Linked DNA regions of Mus musculus: region 1 is linked to region 2. The links are chromatin contacts, called in public Hi-C maps. All regions are on one chromosome and are shown on one strand. The core of a region is the stretch at or near the end of the contact, and the rest is flanking DNA. Distances in the headings are between cores, read along the strand shown. Region 1 overlaps Sugct (succinyl-CoA glutarate-CoA transferase). Region 2 holds the start of Inhba (inhibin beta-A).

Region 1 (4,859 bases), core at 394-2,893, 890 kb before region 2:
GTTCTTTAACTCTTCCACTGGGGACCCTGTGTTCAGTCCAATGGTTGGCTGCAAGCATTCAATCTGTATTTGTCAGGCTCTGGCAGAGCCTCACAGGAGACAGGTATATCAGGCTCCTGTCAGCAAGCATTTCTTGGCATCCACAATAGTATCTGGGTTTGATGTCTGTATATGGGATGGATCCCCAGGTGAGGCAGTCTCTGAATGGTCTTTCCTTCAGTTTCTGCTCCACACTTTGTCTCCATATTTCCTCCTGTTAGTATTTGGTCCCCCCTTCTAAGAAGGACCGAAGCATCCACACTTTGGTCTTCCTTCTTGAGCTTCATGTGGTCTGTGAGTTGTATATTGGGTATTCCTAGCTTTTAGGCTAATATCCACTTATCAATGAGTGCATACCATGTGTGTTCTTTTGTGACTAGGTTACCTCACTTAACATGATATTTTCTAGTTCCAACCATTTGCCTAAGAATTTCATGAATTCATTGTTTTTAATAGCTAAGTAGTACTCCATTGTATAAATGCCAGAATGCTTTCAAGTTCAGAATTTGGATTAGAGTATTAGTTATCTTATTTTGAGTGTTTTCAATATCTGAAGCATTCATAAAATGTTTGTTAGAAAAGTTGAAATCAATAAGAAAAGAAGATATAGAACTATAATAATAAGAATTTTTACCAACTGCTTCTTCTAAACCAAAACTAAAGTTTCCAATTCTGAAAGCCTCCAGCCTGCAGATATTTAAATGCTATGGGACTATAAAAAGTTCTCCTTAGCTCTTGACTCCTGGGTGACCAAATATGGTTCTTAACTTCAGACCATTGCTGTGTCCAGGCCTTCACCCTTCCTTGACCAGTTCTGGTCTCTATGTAGACACATAGAACATGCATTGAGCTTAACTGTTCGAAATAGAGCTCTGACTTCCCCAACAATGGTTTGTGCAACATCACCCATCCCATAAAACTTACAAGTGCACCATTTTAGTTTCCATAAGCAAGCACTCTTCCATAGCCCCTCGATTAAAAACAAGTACTCCCAACAGCTACCTAGCTATTCTCCCTCAGGCCACCACACTATTTCTTTTGGAAAGAGTTACTTTAAAATGCACAAATGCAAACTCAAAAGCTTCCAAAGGCTTCTCTGTACTAAGAACCCAGAAAGTCCCATCAGCAGTCTGTGGAATGCTCATCAGCAGGTCTTACTTCACTCCTGCTGTACTGTCTGTTTAGTAGTCACAATGTCTTTCTGGGGATCAACTTAACTGTATCTTAGTCACATACAAAATGACTGACATACATATTGCTGCTCTTGCCTCTGCTCAGAGTCTTTCAAATTACACAATTTCCTTCCTTTTCTTAGCTTAGTTTCTCTGACCACCCCATCAACCTGTTGTTTCCATTTGCCTTGCCTAGACTCATCTCTCTAGGTCAATGATTGGATGTTTTATATGTTGGAGACAAAGAATACCCTCTGTGTCACACAATGTAAGGCACAAATAGAAAGGGTGCACAAATGCTGGTTCAAACAGAGCTCTCAAAGCTCACTGGGGCAGGAAGGGCCACTTGATTTTTATTCTAACACAGTGAAGCATGACTTCCCTATCCACTGGGGTCTGACATCACACTCTTTCTTGGTTGCCTAATTTTAAAAGAATTGATGCAAAGGAAACAAAGGAAAGATGAAAGGAGTTGGTCACAAGGTCCCAGAATGCAGCATGACCTTTGTATAAACTAAAGTTTTACCAGGTGTGGTGAAAGTGGGGTTTAATACATTTGCAAGGTGAGGGGGATAAAGAGATTTATCTTTGAATTCTTTTTGCTAAATAAAAGTTAGCACTTGACAGAAAAATCTAATATTTAATGTCTTATGTATATTTGTTCAAATAGCAAATAAATACTAGTTATTGATCAGCTGCTCACAAAGACATTCACAAATATATTAATTCATTTCTCTGGAGGAACCCAGAGAATGTAGCATTCTTTTGTACTTTCCTTTACCAGAGATTCTGCTGGTCACATTTGCATAGTAATTTAATTTTCACAAATTCTTAGAGATGTCAACATTGTCTGAATTTTAGAATTGAGAAGATGTGACCTTTCTGAAGGTTAAATATACCTTTAACTCATAACTTCTAATAAGCTCTACAGTATGCCCAGGCCTACCTCACACCAGTCTATACTTTCTTGTCCACATTCACCTCTCCTCTCTAAAAGTTGCATATTCACTTTTGACAAATGGCCTATAACCCTTCAAATACAGTGACATACACAGTTTTCAGTGTCTGGTGAATAATTCTGCCTTCTCCTCTCTCCTATTCCATCTTTATAACCTAGGCACATTCCCTTTTCTTCATTGCTTATGGCTGCTGTAGTCTCAGAGGAATGATAGCCTTCCTGGGCCACCCAGAAGTTGGATATAGGAGAGCAGGTTAGGTCAGAGAGAGCAAGCCTGGAAACAATTTGTGCTGGAAGACTTACAGATAGGTTTGTTTCTTAGAATTTTTTGGAAGGTTGTCATGTGAAACCTTAAATATACTTCCCCATAGAAACAATATTATTAGTGATAGATAGGGTCTGGGGGGCAAGGAGAAACCTTGTACAATGCAAATGTCCAAATAAGATATTACTAGATAATTTTTGAATTCCTAGAATTCACATGGATTCTGGAGGAAAGCTGTTTCTGTTCCAAATGTGGAAATCAAGAACATATTCTTTACCTCCAGTTTTTATTTCTCTGTATATGAAAGTATCCCTACTGTACACTCTTAATTCAGCTCACTGGCAACACAGCTCATTGTATATTTCCAGGTCATGGGGCCAGTGAAGGAATGAATCTTGCATGACTCTCCTGTTATCAAGAAGGGATAGTGAGAGACTCTGGAACCTGTTGTGTATGGGTACTCTGGTAGGACTGTGGTCAAGGTACATATAGAAGTCACTCTGGTTTCAGGGGAACAACAACTGTTGAACTTGGCACTTTGTAGTGAGAAGTCAGAAAAGTTAAACAGTATGAGCAATACGAAGATATTTATCATATCTCCTTAAAAGAATCCCCACGTGCAGAGATGTGGATGTCTCTAAGTATATCCTGCTATCTATGGCAAAACAGACTTAAGAGAAGTTTTAAGAAATGTTATTAGGTAAATATTAATATTACTATTATTCCTTACATGGAAAGTAAATGCTGACTTACTTCTATAACTCTTCCTTGGAGAAGGCAGCTGGCTTTTTGCTTTGCCATTTTAACTTGTACTGGGACATGAACTACCCAATTTCCCAGATCCCCTGTTTTATGCTGCTAGACTACATTGTGTTGTATTTTTAAAACTGAAATCATCTTCACAAAACATTTGCAAGTTGGGAGAAACATTAAGAATAATTATGAATATTTCTCTAGAACATTTCTTTTCCAGGATGTTGCTCATGCTCCTCATTAATAAAAAGTCACCTGATATGAGGTCAGGTGCTTCTTGTTTCTGGCCTGAAAGAGTCCATATGAGACAAGGGTCTGAAGCATCCCAGCTGGACAGTACTGGAGGCAGCATCTGGAGTTCTGAATTCTCTTCTCCCACAAATATTGCAAAGAGTTTTTCATTGGGTGAAGGACAGTGGCAAACACCACTAATAACTCCGTTAAGCAAGACTCCACCCTTTCCTATTATTGGCAATTGAACCACTGTTTCTCAGTGTTGTTTTACTATGAGATGATAAAACTGCCTACTGTGAAGGACTAAAACTTTTATTACCTAGTGCCTTCTATGTGCATGAATTTTCTTTTGTGGTGTAGAATTTTTCTTGGTTTTTTGTTTTGTTTTGCTTGTTTCTTGTTTTGCTTTGTTGTTTATCTTAATTGTTGTTTTTTAATTTTCTGGGAAAGATGAAATATAATTTAGGGAATTCAATAAAATTGAGATTCATAGATACGCTTCTATGGCTAAAACAGAGAAATGAGGAATTCACCATAGTAATCTTGAGCTGGCATATGAATGGTTGGATCCATACTTTGCAGGTTTTAAACTAAGTGTTAGTATGGGTAAGAAATTTTAAAGGACATATGCATCTTAGTTAGGGTTTCCATTGCTGTGAAGAGACACCATGACCAAGACAACTCGTATAAAGAACACCATTTAATTAGGGCTGGCTTACAGATTCAGAGGTCCAGTCCACCACCACATTATAGGTAGTGTGATGGTTTGTATATCCTTGGACCATGGAGTGGCACCATCTAAAGGTGTGGCCTTGTTGAAATAGGTGTGACCTGGTTGGAATGGGTGTGTCACTGTGGATGTGGGTATAAGATCCTCACACTAGTTGCCTGGAAGTCAGTCTTCCACTAGCAGCCTTTGGATGAAGACATAGAACCCTCAGCTCTTCCTGCGCCATGCCTGCCTGGATACTGCCATGCTCCCACCTTGATGATAATTGACTGAACCTCTGAACCTGTAAGCCAGCCCCAATTAAATGTTGTTTGTTTTATAAGACTTGCCTTGGTCATGGTGTCTGTTCATAGCAGTAAATCCCTGACTAATACAGGTGGTCATATTTGCTAGGAAGAATATAGGAGGATACATTTTTGCATCTAATACAGAATCAGCAAGGTTGGTGGATTTACCACCAGAAGTGTTCAAAAGCATGTTAGTGGGCCATTTCATAGAGACTTTATCGTAGTTAGTAAATGAAATACTTCAATTAGATGGTACAGTAGGCCACATTAGCCAGATTAGAAGATTTTGGTTAAAAGATTATTGAAAAAACTGATATGTTTATTAAAGATACCTTGGAATTTTTTCTATAAAAATAGAGATTTAATGCCTAGCTCAGGGACAAAGATAAATCATATGTGGTATGAGCACACAGTACATGGA
Region 2 (4,413 bases), core at 1,272-3,771:
TAGGATTGGTTAGAATCAGCATGACATCAGCAGATGACTCGTTTTTCCAGTGTGAGACATTTCATAATTCATTATCTAATGGAAATCTCTCTTGGCTTCTGAGACAGGACCTGGGTGATGTCCTGAGCCAGTAAAGCCTGTGGCTAGGAATAGTCCACCCTTTACAAACATAAGAGAACCACATACACACATCTCCAAGAGTGTCCAGCTTTGACATTTTACTATTCATACATACACCTCTTATTAGATTCAGGTTCAGCCTTATGTCTATACATAAGACATCTGTTACTTCATAAAGTTACTTCTATTTGCAAAGCACCGTATTTTTTCCACAGCAAAGAAAATTCATAGTGTTCTTTATAGGAATTCTAGTATTATAATTATGATTATAGGAAAATATTTTTTTCAGGAAAATCTGTATGTCCATGTGGTGATGGTCTCCCTGCTTTGACTCACACTATTAATTTACACCTTGAAATTGAATGCCTGCTTCATACATCATTTATCACCTCGGACTTGGGAAATGGTCTTCCTTTGCAAGTGAACTTCATAAGTATCCTGCCTAGATGAGTCCCATCCTAACTAGCAAAAACAACAGTAACACACACACACACACACACACACACACACACACACACCTGCATCTTTTCTTTAAAAGCTAGAACTTCAAGTCCAATCATTTGTAAACACTATAAATATGAGTTTAATGAAAAGAAGTGAACTCTCCTTAAAATAGAAGTAAAGTTAGGTTTGGGTTTTCTTTTGCCTGGGTCACACTGGCAGGGAGATAACATAGAGAGAGACGAATGCCCCGATAAGCACAGTGAAGAAGGGCTGTTGTTCTCGGGGCGAAGTACAGCTAAGGCACTGACCAGGTTCTTATGACAAGTTGGATAAAACGTGCAAAACTGGGGACTAATGAAAGCCATATGACCAGATATGTTGTTTCGTGTGCCGGATTTAAGATGCATAAAATAAACTTTTCACTGTGCCCATAAGCAAACTGTAGAGGCTCTGGTCTCCTGATGTGAAGTGGGGAAGGTTTCTTTATGACACCAGGAGCTGTCTGTGAAAGGGTCTCTCTTGAGGGCTTTCAAAGTGTGGATGCTAGCTATATGTGGGGGAAGGGGAGGGGCAAGGGGAAGGAGTATTCTAAGATCCGCATAAGAGAACTGAAGTAGGAAATAAAGTTGCAGGGGAAAATGACAGGAATATGGGTGGCAAAGACAGAAAGATAATCAGTGATAGTCATTTCCATTCCAACCCCAACCCCGGGGTGAACATAAACCTTTGGAAGAGAGGCACTTCCATGCTGTTTGATAAGAATCCCTGAGCATCTAAACTCATTTCTTGCCTCACACATAACTTCAGGGAAAGTCCCACTTGCACCCGAATGTAGATTGTAGACTGGCTTGGCACAGAAAAGTGCCCGAATCAGACCCCAGCTCCGGGGCGCCCTCCTAATTTAAACTCAAGCCTCAGTGTTTCCATCTATAAAGTGGGATGTATAATTTCAGGATCAAAACTCAGTGGTCACAAAAGAATGTTATTTCGGAGCATCCCTGTAGTTTCTTAAGCATGTGTGTCATAAGAATGTTCAAGACCCTGACTGCAGGGGCCGCCTCACACAGGGTCACTCTGAGACCCTGTTGGCCTTTGACACCCTGAAAGTGCCAACCTGCTAAGCCAGTCTAGCAGCTATGACGTAGCTGAATCTCCCCCAACCTCAGAGCTGGAACCACTTTGGGAAAGCCTCCTCTCCTCCATGGAAATCCAGGTGGGGGTGGTGGAGGAAGCAGGTAGGTTAAAATGCTTCTGTGGAATATTCTGGGCTGAGGATCAGCGTTTCCCAGCTGAATTCCAGGGCCCAGGGCGTGCGCTGGTCAGCGCAGCTCTGAGCGGGGTTGGTTTCTCTTTCACTTCCTGCCCCTCCCGCGGAGACTCCCTGCACCCAGGCCCTGTCCCTTTTCAGCTTGCCACCGTACCTTGAGCAGCACCTGCTGGCAGTTTCCAGGGATCACTCCCGAATGCGCAGCTCCAGCCCGGCTCGCGGGACGCCTGGACTCAGGGGCCAAGCTGGTCCAAGCGGCCGCCTCTATTTTTACCCTGAACACCAGCAAGGGCAACTTCGTTTAAAAGCGCAGCTCTTGATTTTTCCCCCCCTTTTGGCAGCTAAAGAATTCAGGGAGGGGAAAGAAAAAAAAAAAATCACTGTTCAGTGAGTGCAGCCGGGAATCTCTGATCCCAGCCCTCGGTGCCAGGGAATGTCAGGGACCAGGACCTGCAGTGGGGCTGCCGGTCTCCTGGCCAACGGAGGCGAGCGGCAGCTCAGGCCCCGCACCCGCAGACTGCCCCTTCCCGAGTGTAGAGTTCGGTCCCACCGACTACCGCACTGGCAGAGTGGCCCGCTGCCACCGCGCTCTGCACCTAGCGGAGGCGTTCTGATTTACTGGCTACTTCACAAAGCTCCAACTCCACGCTGGCCCGGTGCTGCCTGGAGGAGCAGCCACTAGCGAACCCCGGGAGCAGCTTGCTGTGAGGAGGAGCCCGGAGGGAAACTGGTACCTTATTTTACTGTAATTGCAAAAGAAGAGATGTGCCAGAGATTTATATTTAGAAGTTGTATGTTTCTACTTTTATGTAAATGGAGCAATTAGGGCCTGTCTTGTTTCTGCTAACTCGGATGCGTGAGCATTGCTGGGGAGCTGGTGTTTTCAATCACAATTAGTGAGCTGGTCAAGAAACAAAGTTCCTTTGAGGATAGAGCTCCTTTGTGTGGATGAGGGAAACCTGCGTTTCAGTGCTGGCCGGTGGCTTGTGGTGACACACATCTTAGGGGCATAGCTAACTCTGGACTAGTGTGTTTGCCCTGTGCAGCAGCTGGGCCCATATAAAGTTGGCAGAGATCAAGTCGTGAGAATATTCACTTTTCCTCTCAAGCAAACCGTATGTCCTTAAGCTTTCATGCAGGCTATTAATCGCTCTTCCCTCACTATCCCTGAAGCAAGGAGACAGGCTTGGAAAGGAAGCCGTTTTCCACGACTCTGACTCTGTGGTTAGCTGCTGCTCACAGATCCTGTGATTCAGTGAAACATGCAAGCCAGAGAATGTGGACACCTTAAGCAGGTGACTGACAAGTGTCCTCTGATTCAACTGAATGACAGGAGGCTGGTGGTTCAGAGGCACAGACAAGCTGCTGATAACTCAGGGTGTTTGGTTCCTTCCTATGAAAAATCTGTTTCAAAAAAAAAAATTCATGATTTCTGCCTGCCTTGCTGGGAAAGTAAACATGAAACGTGACTATAAAAATGAAAAGAACCTTTGAGGTGTTCTCATCAGCTACGTGTTGTTCTGGGCTTAAGGGGTGGTGGGGGGGGGGGGAAGACCTGGCCTCCTTGGTTAGGGTTACCCTCTCCCCCACAAGAGACAGCACAACATCCAGAAAACATGGGCAGGACTCTGAATGATATTTGCTGCAGTAAACTGTGGAAGTCCCTGTCTAACCATCCCATCAAACGGCTTTGGTAGAGTATGGGGTTGGCAAACCTGTCTGTTTCCTACAGGCCACAGCCTGCAACTAGTTTGGGCCAAATGTTAGATACCAGGATTTGGGCCAGAGATGGAGCGGCACTTTGCAGTCAAAAATCCAACTAGGGGGCTGTGTGCTTCTAAGCTAGAACAAGAATGAATAGTTCAAAACCGAACTGGAAAGGGGGGCATTCACATTGCTCTGAACTGTATCCAAAACAACAAATAAGAGACGGTTAACCCCAAACTCCCTGATTCCTAAGACTCACATTTTTTCTCAGAACCACCTGAGTATCCCTTCAGGCCTCATGCTGTCTATGAGGACCTGCCTTCAGGATATTGAAGACTGTCATCTGAACAGTGGCCCCAGATGCTACAGTTAAAAAATGGGAAAAGAAAAAGAAGGAAAAATTCCGTAAGTAAAGCGTTGTTGTTCACTCCAGAACAGCGGTTCTCAGCTGAACTGGTTTCTCTCTCCGGGACATCTGACAATGCGTTCAGCTGTCATAACCAGGAAGGAGGTGCCACTGGCATCTACTGAACAGAGGCCAATGCTAAGAGCTCTCCTACAATGCACAGCACAGGATGGTGCCCACGCTAGAAAAATTAGCAATGATTATACAGTGAGAAGCCCTGAGTTAGAGTCATGATTTTAAGATTTCACCCAATTCCCTTTCCATCTGTGCTGCAAGAGAACTTGGAAACCCAGACTATAACACTGGAAAAGAATCCAATTATGCAAAGTATTAGTGATTGAAGTGACCCTGCTTCCTCATGCATGCATGGTACCCAATGAGTAGAAACTCATATCAGGCAACAAATAGCAGCCTTGCAATCCCCACCCACATTCTCATATGCCCTCAGCACATTCTCAGCCAGTTTTTG

Evidence for each region. Hi-C and Micro-C count contacts between places; a contact is called where the count stands out from the background.
Region 1: a Hi-C map of granulocyte-monocyte progenitors shows a contact between it and region 2, with 7 times the contacts expected there. The contact joins the enhancer-like site here to the promoter of Inhba in region 2. A contact is called at or near these places in 5 of 39 promoter capture datasets (the 3T3-L1 cell line, hematopoietic stem and progenitor cells, liver and 2 more), 1 of 15 datasets of contacts at CTCF or cohesin (large pre-B cells), 2 of 484 Hi-C or Micro-C datasets (bone marrow-derived macrophages and granulocyte-monocyte progenitors) and 5 of 115 datasets of contacts at active chromatin or transcription factors (the NIH/3T3 cell line, bone marrow-derived macrophages, embryonic limb bud and 1 more).

Annotation. Positions count from the first base shown.
Region 1 is chr13:16,895,030-16,899,888 of GRCm38.p6, reverse strand. All of the region lies in intron 13 of Sugct (succinyl-CoA glutarate-CoA transferase), which reads left to right. Among named protein-coding and RNA genes, the nearest start is that of Gm25020, 310 kb to the left of the region's middle. Within about 2 kb of position 1,643, at least 17 of the 459 cell types and tissues checked have an H3K27ac peak or open chromatin away from gene starts, as enhancers often do. A contact at or near this core is called in bone marrow-derived macrophages, granulocyte-monocyte progenitors and hematopoietic stem and progenitor cells, where this site is marked.
Region 2 is chr13:16,009,959-16,014,371 of GRCm38.p6, reverse strand. It overlaps Inhba (inhibin beta-A), which reads right to left and starts at 2,521. Exons shown (of 5, transcript NM_008380.2): 1 at 2,282-2,521; 2 at 1,986-2,172. It also overlaps the pseudogene B230303A05Rik.